2 separate regions of the Oryctolagus cuniculus genome follow, and region 1 is linked to region 2. The links are chromatin contacts, called in public Micro-C maps. All regions are on one chromosome and are shown on one strand. The core of a region is the stretch at or near the end of the contact, and the rest is flanking DNA. Distances in the headings are between cores, read along the strand shown.

Region 1 (4,560 bases), core at 1,758-4,257, 140 kb before region 2:
TCTTTCCTCCAAAAAACACGGTACCCTGTTTAAAAAAAAAAAAAAAAAAAAAGAAAGAAAGAAAAGAAAAGAAAAGAGAAACAAGGTGGGGGCTGGTGCTGCAGTATATTGGGTAAAGTCACTGCCTGTGCTGTCAGCATCCCATATGGGTACTGGTTCAAGTCTTGGCTGCTCCACTTCAGATCCAACTGCCTGTTAATGAACCCGGGAAAAGTAGGGGAAGATGACTCAAGTACCCGAGCCCCTGCACCCATGTGGGAGATCCAGAATAAGCTCCTGGTTTCAGATATTTATAACCAATATTCATTTATAATATCCAGCCATTGTGGCCATTTGGGAAGTCAACTAGTGGATGGAAGATCTGTCTCCCCTCCTCCCCCGTAACTCTGCCTTTCAAATAAATAAATCAATCTTAAAAAAAAAAAAAAGGTTAAATAGGGATTTGAGAAATAATATCCTCTATAAGGAAGAAATGGATCAGACATTAATCCATCTTGTTCTTTCAATCCAAATACTCTTCCTGACATTTCACCCCTATATATCCAGAGAAGCAGCTGAACCTCACACTCAGATATTTAGTGTGTAATTCCACTCAAAAGCTAAACTTGGGAATGTCAGATTTAAAACGCATTCTGTAGAGTAGGGGTGGGGAACATCCAGTCATAGCAATATAGACAGCAAAAATCATTTGGTCTGACCCCAATAAGGCAATTGCAGGAGGGAATCGAAAATCAATAAATCTATACCAGGCTAATTTTTAAGTTGATAATTTTGTATGACCTGCACATGTTGTAAATATCCCAATGGCCTTTGGCAGAAAAAAGAAACCCCAATTCTGCAACAAACATTTAAATCATTACAGCAAAGATAGCTAATCTCTTGGCACTTAAATGAGAAATTCCAGTTCGAGTTTTTCTATTTTAAAGTCTTTTAAAAAGGCAATTATAGCTCATTCCAATAATGAAATCAAAATTTAAATTAACCCATAGCCACCCAAGCTCTTTTGGTACTTTGATCTATCTACAAGTTTCCTCACTTCATTCTGCACTGCCATGCCCTCCACTCTCCATACTATACTTCAGTGACTTCACTCTTGTATTCTTGTCATTCCCCAAGTCTGCACATCCCACACAAGCTGCTGCGTCTCTCTACCGGCCACACTCCCACTCATTCTTTACTGCCTTGTTCAAGTATCACCCCCTTTTCTTAAGCAGTCAGGAATTCCTTCCCTGTACAGTGTCCTGTACAGTGCTCGACTTGCAGACATGCTGAAGAGGTTCCTACAAAAAGCAGATGAATTAAGTGTCCCAAATTTGTGTATTCTTCTCTCATTAATCAAAGCATTCTGCAGGTAATTCTGTTGATTTGTGTTAGTTCCTTGACTATAACATGGCTTCCTAGAAAGCAGGAAACCAATTTACTCACTTAATAATTTCCCAGTATCTAATGCTCAAATTTCTTTTAATATGCTGGTTGAATAAAAGAACTTGGGTCTTCCAACCCCATGTAGCAAAATCCATTCACAAGAATTTCTGTCACAGTTACATAAATGTTTCCAATTGCTATTCTCAGCATGTTAACTGGCTTTGTCTTTTTAAATAAAGCAGTAGTATTAATGACGACCTGTTAACATCCCGAAAAATTTTAATTATAAAGAAGTAAAGGTGCATTTTCAAAATGTGCTCACATTTCAATTTGATTTTGACTCAATGAATCCTTTTCATCGTACTGGAGGATGAAAAGTTAACGAAGTGAAGTGATATAATCAAAACCTATCACAAAACTGGTTTCTAATTACCCCTCACTTTACAACGTCTAGCACCTAGGACGATATGAGAAGTGTCATTAACAGGATTCTTTGGCTTACATTTTAAGTCCACATCAGTATTTGATAATTTTAAATTATGAATATATTAGGAGGTTGTCTAAAAAGGTTAAGTTCAAACTGAGAAATCTTTAATGTTCCTGAGATACATGTGCTTTCTTTTTTGAAACAGCTTGCATCTGGGAAAGAAGTGCCTTCAGGGCAAATGTATGCACCTACGTAATACAAAGAGGTCTGGTCAGTTTACGACTCTGAACAGAGAGGCAGATTCAAACTGAAACCTCGGGTCTAATGGGCCCGAGGCCATTTTGAGAAATACAGGGGAATGACTGGTAGAACAGACTGACACACAAATCCCGCCCAGAGGACGGCTGCTCCCCTAAGTCTCTTCCCTGTAGCTGAGAAGGCGATCGGCACCGAAAGCTTCCTCAGCTGCGAGGGAAAGCTGTACAGACGGCAGAGAGCACGCAGATCCCTCCTTCCCACAGCTCCTGCAGTCAGACCTTAGTCCTCCCCCAAGCCTGTTACCAGAACCTTCCCTACTATTGTGAAAAACTACAAGCGCTCTCTCCCACACAGAGGGTGTTCGTTCTAAGGAAAAGGGGAGGCTCAGTTAACCCCTTGGAGAAGCCCGAGGGCCGAACCATTGCGGGAAAACACTTAAGGCCATCTTCGGGTAACACGCGCTGGGGTTCCTGGCAGCCTAGAAACCGAGAACACAAAACCACGTTCGAATCGCTTATCAGTATACCCTACGCGGCGAAACGTGAGCCTCCTCGCCTTTCAGCCCGGAAGGGCACCTCTTTCCTCTTCCTCTCGTCGCGAATAGGTAGCGGCCTACTCAGCCGACGGCAAAATTACCATAAGCTTGCGGATCCCGCCGCGCGGTCCAGACTTACCTGCCGGGCTCTCTGCAGCGCATCTTTGAAAGCATCGTTAACTCCTCCACCACCGCCGCCCCCACCACCGCCACCAGCCGAGCCAGAAGAGGGTGGAGGCACCGTTGAATAGTCCGCCATGGCTACACTATAGTAGCCGCTGCCGCTTCTTTGAAGACCTCTCAACCAACTGCTAAGAAAGAAAGAAAATGGCGGCCGTCGAGTCTCTATCACATTCTTGCGCGACCATCGTGCAGTAGAGGGGCGGGGATAGAAAGAAGGAAATCTCGCGATGTTTCCGAAGCAACGCGCAAATGCCGGGGTGGGGCTGAAAAGGAAAAGGCAAAGATGTCGCGAGATTTGAGTTTCCGGTGTCGCGCGAGAATGGGATTTATCTTGGCACTGCCTCTTTCCGCGCGTTCTCGCGGGGAGGTTGGGTGGTAGGTGGGACGGGTGGCGATGGCGGTTGGGCTCGAGTTGCGGCAGTCTTGAAAAACTGGTAGTGGTTTCTTACTGGTCGCCGCCTTAGGGAGGTAGTGTGGAAGATTGGCCGCTGAGAGTCACTCTGAGTAGCCAAGGAGAAAGGAGTGACGCCAACGTGCGTGGCACCGACGCAACAGTGTCACGAGAGTGCCGCGGCGCGGGGGTCGCCTGGGAGAAGTGCACCCGGGACGCCGCGCGGCGATGCTCTCGAAAACGTCCGCCTCGGCCTAGTGGGAACCCGGCGAGATTTTCAGGGTAGTAAAGTGCCCCTGGATTTTACTTCTGACGCTCACATAGTTCAGTTCTTCGCACGCTGGCATGAATTCAGGCTGGAGGCCTGTTAGTTCTCGATCTGTTTTTCAAGCTTTTGTTTAAGGTAGTATTATCAGGCCGGGACAGTATGACTGCCCCTTTCTTTCTTTTAAAAACGTTCCTAAGATTCAGTGTTAGGCAGACCTCGTACTTAATATTCTGTGTCGGCGGCCAGGTTTAATTCTTCTAATTAAGAACAGCATCAATTTCTTTGCCGAAATTGGCTTTAAGAAGTACTTTTTCACAGCTGTAACCGTGGGTACTCATGTGTAAGGTAATGTTCTAAATTATCCAGGACAAGATAATTTTTGGGTATTTCCTGTTACTGTAGTTACCGAGTCATTTCAGACGTTTCTTTAGATCTACCTTGGGTATATCGTGACGTGTAATTTCCGACGTTAGTAATAGTTGCACGAATCAGTGTGCGTTAGAAGTCTCAATGTAGCCCAGTGAGTTTTTCCCCAAGGATCTTGCCATTTAGATAAAAAGAGTTTTAAAAAACTACCATCTGTGGCATTTTTGTTTTCTGTGAATTAAGTCTACAAAGATACTTTTCTTGTTGCAGGTTTTAGAGTAATTGAGAGAAATGTGTACCACATTCTTCTTGATAACCCAAAATTAATAGGCCTACTTTCTCTAGGTGCAAAATAAGTCAACACTAAACGGTTTTATATACACGAAGATGCAAGTGGATCATCATTTTCCTTTAGCCAACTTTCTGTTATACTTTTGAGTGTTCATAGGCATGCTTTAAATGTTAGTGGAATTTGTATGTGTTTGGAAAGCCAGTGAGTGTATTGGACTATAAATTTAATCATGGCAGTGTATAAGAAAACAAAAGCAGTGTTGGATGGTATTACTAAATAGGAGTTTTTCAGTTCTATTTTGAGAAAGTTGCCCAATAAATGTCTTATTAACCAGTTACTGATTTTTCTTTTATTAATTAAACGTGCTAATCAGACCTTACTAATATGATTTTACTGAAGTTAGATAATATGCTCCCAAAACGAACAGACCTTACATATACCACAGTTTAATTTGTGAGCACAAGCTTGAATCCTG
Region 2 (5,080 bases), core at 1,226-3,725:
AGAATAGAGAATTAGAATAAAAAAGAGACCCTGCCCCTGGTATTTGACATGACAGCTGGCTGAACATTGAAGAGGGATCTTTTCATACTTCCCATTTTCAGATAGAAACTGATGTACATAGTTTTGTTGGGAGGGAGCAGAGGAGCGGATTTCTTTCTCGCCCAGGTTGGAATGCACCGACAGAAACACATTACAAACTTTGGCAGTAGCATTCTATTAAAAAAAGAAAAACTTCTTTTTCTCCCTATTTTGTTTGAAAAGCAGAAAAACAGACACAGAGACCTTCCATCCACTGCTTCACACCTCAGATGCTGTGACAGTCAGAGCTGGGCCAGTCCTAAGTCAAGAGCTCAGAACTGAGTCTAGGTCTCCTTTGTGGGTGGTAGGGACCCAAGTACTTGAGCCATCACCTGCTGCCTTTCAAGGTAACATCTTAGCCAGAAGCTGGGCAGAAGTGGCGGAGCTGTGACTTGAACTAGGCACTCCAGTAAGCGATATGCGGGTGTCTCAAGGCATGTCTTAACTGCTGTGTCAGATGCCCACCCCCGCAACATTCTACTCATGTAAGCAGGCTGCTGGGCTCAGTGTGTTTCATGCAGTAGCCCACTGAGTGCTCAAAACAGTGCTTTATTTTCATTTTACAGATAAGGACTTATTCCACGAGCTCATGTGATTTGTAAATGGAGGCACTGGGATTTTAACTCAGGTGCTCTGAATCTAAAGTCCATACCCTTAACCACTACACTAAGGATAACAGTGCACATTCAACCAAAATACTGATTTTCTCATAGGGTAACAGTGGTCAGAAGCATTGAAACCACATTTGATAACTGAACATGAAAGTAGAGACAACCAGGCATCAGCAATAAAATCATCAGAAGGCATTTGAAAGGGTCCAGAGAAGAAATATATTTTGGGGGATATCCGGACAATAAGAAGGGGTCTATATTTTCAGGTGAAAATGAATGAAAATTATTAGGACAATTTTTATCTCATGGTTTTGAGCTAAAATTGATTGGTTTGATACTTTTTTGCCACCAAAATGCTAGTGATTTGTTCTCTCCCACCTCCAGTCCACTGGACTGTACCCCATTACAACTATTTCTAGTTGTCCCCAAGGGTTTCTTTTTTTTTCTTTTCTTTTTTTTTTGACAGGCAGAGTGGACAGTGAGAGAGAGAGACAGAGAGAAAGGTCTTCCTTTGCCGTTGGTTCACCCTCCAATGGCTGCCGCGGCCGGCGCACCGCGCTGATCCGATGGCAGGAGCCAGGAGCCAGGTGCTTTTCCTGGTCTCCCATGGGGTGCAGGGCCCAAGCACCTGGGCCATCCTCCACTGCACTCCCGGGCCACAGCAGAGAGCTGGCCTGGAAGAGGGGCAACCAGGACAGAATCCGGCACCCCAACCGGGACTAGAACCCGGTGTGCCGGCGCCGCTACGTGGAGGATTAGCCTAGTGAGCCGCGGCGCCGGCCCCCAAGGGTTTCACATGTGCTCTGAAGAAGTCCGATGCTCTCAGGTCCCCCTGTTGACCTCCTGTGTATCCTAAGCTTTCCACTCTTTCCTCTGGGCATCTCTGACTGTCTCTTGTTCACTGAGCAACAGTTCGATACAGCCGTGTCCATCTGTGCCCACCTCACGTTGGTTGTGGTCTCTGCCCTGCCCTGACAGTGATGCACCATGCCCCAGGCTGACTTGAGGTTTTGTGCCCTGCACAAGTTGGGGAATGCCCAGTCTCCAGCTTCTGGTTCCAGCTTCCTGCTAATGTGCACCATGGGAAGCAGCAGCAGATGGCTCAAGTTGTTGGGTTTCTGCCCCCCATGTGGGAGACTCGGAGTAAGTTATAGGCTCCTAACCTCGGCCTGGCACAGCTTTGGCTATTGTGACATCTGGAGAGTTAACTAGCAGAGTGGAAGATCTCTGCCTTTCAGAAAAAATATATAAAATGATACACATATGTATAAGCATTTTAATTTAAGATATAGTATACCACTCTTGATTAAAAGCCATTTTCTTTGAGTTGGCACAAATTGGAGTTCTATGAAATCTTATATAATCATAACCTATTTATGGATTCTGTTTCATTTAAAAAAACTAGATATGTGAAATGATGGATATTTAAAGCTATTTTTCCTAATCTCCCGGAGTCATCTTGCCTACACCTCATTTTTTTTTTTTTCTGGCAACTCACCCTCATGGCATCTTTCCAAAGCCGTCAACCTAGTTTTCATAGCAATAATAACTCCTCATTTCACACTCATTGCATCAGCTCATGCACTTTGAAATTAAATCACATAATTAGAGTAATAGACACAATTGCTTCAAAAGCTTTGGAAACAAGCATGACTGCTTCTTGGTGACATGCAGCTCAACTCTGGTAACAGCAAGGCTTCCACCAGCTGTGAATGTGTGTGTGCCCAAGTGACTTGCCGGAGTGGGGTCCTGGTGAGGCTGGGGAATGAGCCACCTGCAGGCTGACACAGGAGCTGTGTGGCAGCACTGTTGTAACTCAGGCACAAGAAAGGCAGGGTGCAGTTCCTCACCTGTGAAGGCAATGATTGAGGGCTTGGCCTGACTGCTCAGACAGGCTTGGGCAGGCCTGCACCCCAAAAGTAGGCCAGGCCATAAACATTTACAGTCTTCAGAACATTCCCAAACTCTGTTCTTTCTCTGCAGGTGAACAGGACCCTTCTGCTTCTCTTCGTGTATACACAGGCTGATTCTTGTACCTGAATCACCAGATCATTGGGAAACACGGCTTCTGTTTCCTTAGGCTGTGAAAGCTGGCTTTCTGGACGCCAGGCCAAGCCAGAACTTAAAATGTAACTTTTACTTTGGCGCCACCCAGTGGTTAGTTTTGAGATGTCACGCCCATGAAGAAGATTGCATGGCAAATACATAATGCTTAAACAACAACAACAAAACAAAAATGAAACAGAAACAGAAACAAAAAGACCTGGGAGGACTAGGCAGGTCACAAAGCATTTTTAGGGTGGTGACACTTTCCTGTTAGCTACCACAGTGGTGCGCATGGCTCATCAGACATCGGTCCGAGTCCATGTGGTGCCCCAGAGGGATCAGGGGTGAACCCTAACATCATGGTGGACTCTGGGTGATAAAGCTGTGTCAGTATAGACCCATCAGTTGTAACAAATGCACCACTCTAGTGGGGGGTGTGGATAACCAGGGAGGGTGTGTGTGTGTGGGTGTGGTGGTGGGGCCATCGGAGAACTCTAAACTTTCTGCTCAGTTTTGGTATGAACCAAAAATTGCTATAAAAGACAAAATTTATTAATTAAAAAGCCCTTCCAGTTTATATACATTTTCCCTCCCAGCTGCTGGTGGTGTAGATAAGAGCAAGATAAGCCAGAGGCATCATCTAGGGAGTCCTGCTGACTTCTCAAGTAGAGATGACGTCAAAGAGTGTGGCTCCTTCCCTTTGTAAATCCTGGAAACCTTTTATCTTTAATGTATTCAGAGTTGCTCAGTTTCCCAGGATATTATCATGCTCACCAAGCTTATAGGAGACACTGTTGGTAAGGCACAACACCCATATATTACTTTACAGTTAGACATGTCTGTGTAGTGGTTGAACAAAACACGTGTGTTAGCTGAGCAGTTACAGATTATATCAAGTAGGTTTTCAGGTGAATTTGCAGTGGGATGGGTTGTGTGTGACACATTACTTATTTTAAGGTTAGTACCATTAGGCTGGGATTGTCTTCACCACTTCAGGGATATGCATGATTCCAGCTGGGAACACCCTTTGCTGGGCAGTGCAGAGTCGTGGACAGTGCTGACGACAGATTGATCTATGCTTTTTCTTTGAGCTGACTCTGTGCTAAGCATCTGAGAATCCTTTCTTCCCCAAGGGCACAGCATAATGGGTAAGGTCAATGTTGCTTATTCAGCTCTAGGCTTCTGAGAACCTGCTTGGTCACCATGACTAGCATCTGGATGTTCTCAAAACTCATCAGCCACTATTTATAGGTGTTTACTTAGGGAGGGTCTACTCATTACATGATAATTTTGAGAAATTTCATTCTCAGAGAAGACTTATTCTGTCCCCAAATAATTAATGTGTAAAATCCTTAATAATTTTGGCATAAATTCCCAATAACAAAGTAGCACTTGATTGAAGATGGGAATTGTTAGTAAGAATGCATTCATGCAGACCATTTGATATCAGTCTTACAAGCTTTGCTCAGACCTCACTACCTACTTGCACTTACCAGCCTGTCTTAGGAGTCTTCAGTGGGGCTCAGTTTCTCCAGTTCTTTGGTATAGAATCCTCCTCCCTGTATCCCTTTCCCCAAACTGCTGCTGCATAAGATTTTTAAAGTAAAGATTTATTTATTTGAAAGTCAGAGTTACAGTGAGAAAGATGGAGAGGGAGAGGGAGAGGGAGAGGGAGAGGGAGAGGGAGAGGGAGAGAGAGAGAGAGAGAGAGAGAGAGAGATTGAGAGATTGAGAGATTGAGAGATTCTTCCATCCACGGGTTCACTCCCCAAATAGTCTCGATGGCTAGGGCTGGGCTGGCCTGAAGCCAGGAGCCTAGAGCTTCTTTGTGTCTCCTGCATGAGTGCAGGGACCCAAGTACTTGGGCCATCTTCCACTACCTTCTTGGGCTATTAGCAGGGAGCTGGATTGGTAGTGGAGCAGCCAGGTCTTGAACCAGTTCCCTTATGGGATGCCAGTGTCACTACTATGCCACAGCGCCAGTCCCTGCCTCCTTACTCTTATATGGAAGACTTTTTTTTTTTTCTTCCTTCACCTCCAGGCTTTCCCATCTGCACATTTCACAATTCTGTTTTCTTTTTGTAGATAGAACTCTATTCTCACAGAGGCTCCTATGTGAGAATAACAGAAGGCAGGTGAATTTATTTTATTTCAGGAAATTCTAGAAGAAGCATACTTTTGATGAATTCTCTACAATAATTGTACATAGTTTTGTGATAAAACCACATTGACTTTCACAGCAATCTGCTGGAGCTCTTTCTGAAGATATATGCCTTTTCCCATTTATTGCATGTTCACAGAAATCGGACCTAGGTCAAAAGCTGGAAAGTCATCAGTAGACAAAA

The links. A called contact is a pair of places that touch in the nucleus more often than the background predicts.
Region 1: a Micro-C map of ear pinna shows a contact between it and region 2, with 6 times the contacts expected there. The contact joins the promoter of FUBP1 here to the enhancer-like site in region 2. A contact is called at or near these places in 4 of 6 Hi-C or Micro-C datasets (ear pinna, embryonic fibroblasts, skin fibroblasts and 1 more).

What each region holds. Positions count from the first base shown.
Region 1 is chr7:93,823,578-93,828,137 of mOryCun1.1, reverse strand. It overlaps FUBP1 (far upstream element binding protein 1), which reads right to left and starts at 3,007. Exons shown (of 23, transcript XR_011390631.1): 1 at 2,725-3,007. DNAJB4 (DnaJ heat shock protein family (Hsp40) member B4) reads left to right here and starts at 3,102. Exons shown (of 6, transcript XR_007924015.2): 1 at 3,102-3,772.
Region 2 is chr7:93,684,901-93,689,980 of mOryCun1.1, reverse strand. GIPC2 (GIPC PDZ domain containing family member 2) reads left to right here. Exons shown (of 6, transcript XM_051857580.2): 4 at 5,036-5,080. Among named protein-coding and RNA genes, the nearest start is that of GIPC2, 69 kb to the left of the region's middle. Within about 2 kb of position 2,475, at least 2 of the 8 cell types and tissues checked have an H3K27ac peak or open chromatin away from gene starts, as enhancers often do. A contact at or near this core is called in ear pinna, where this site is marked.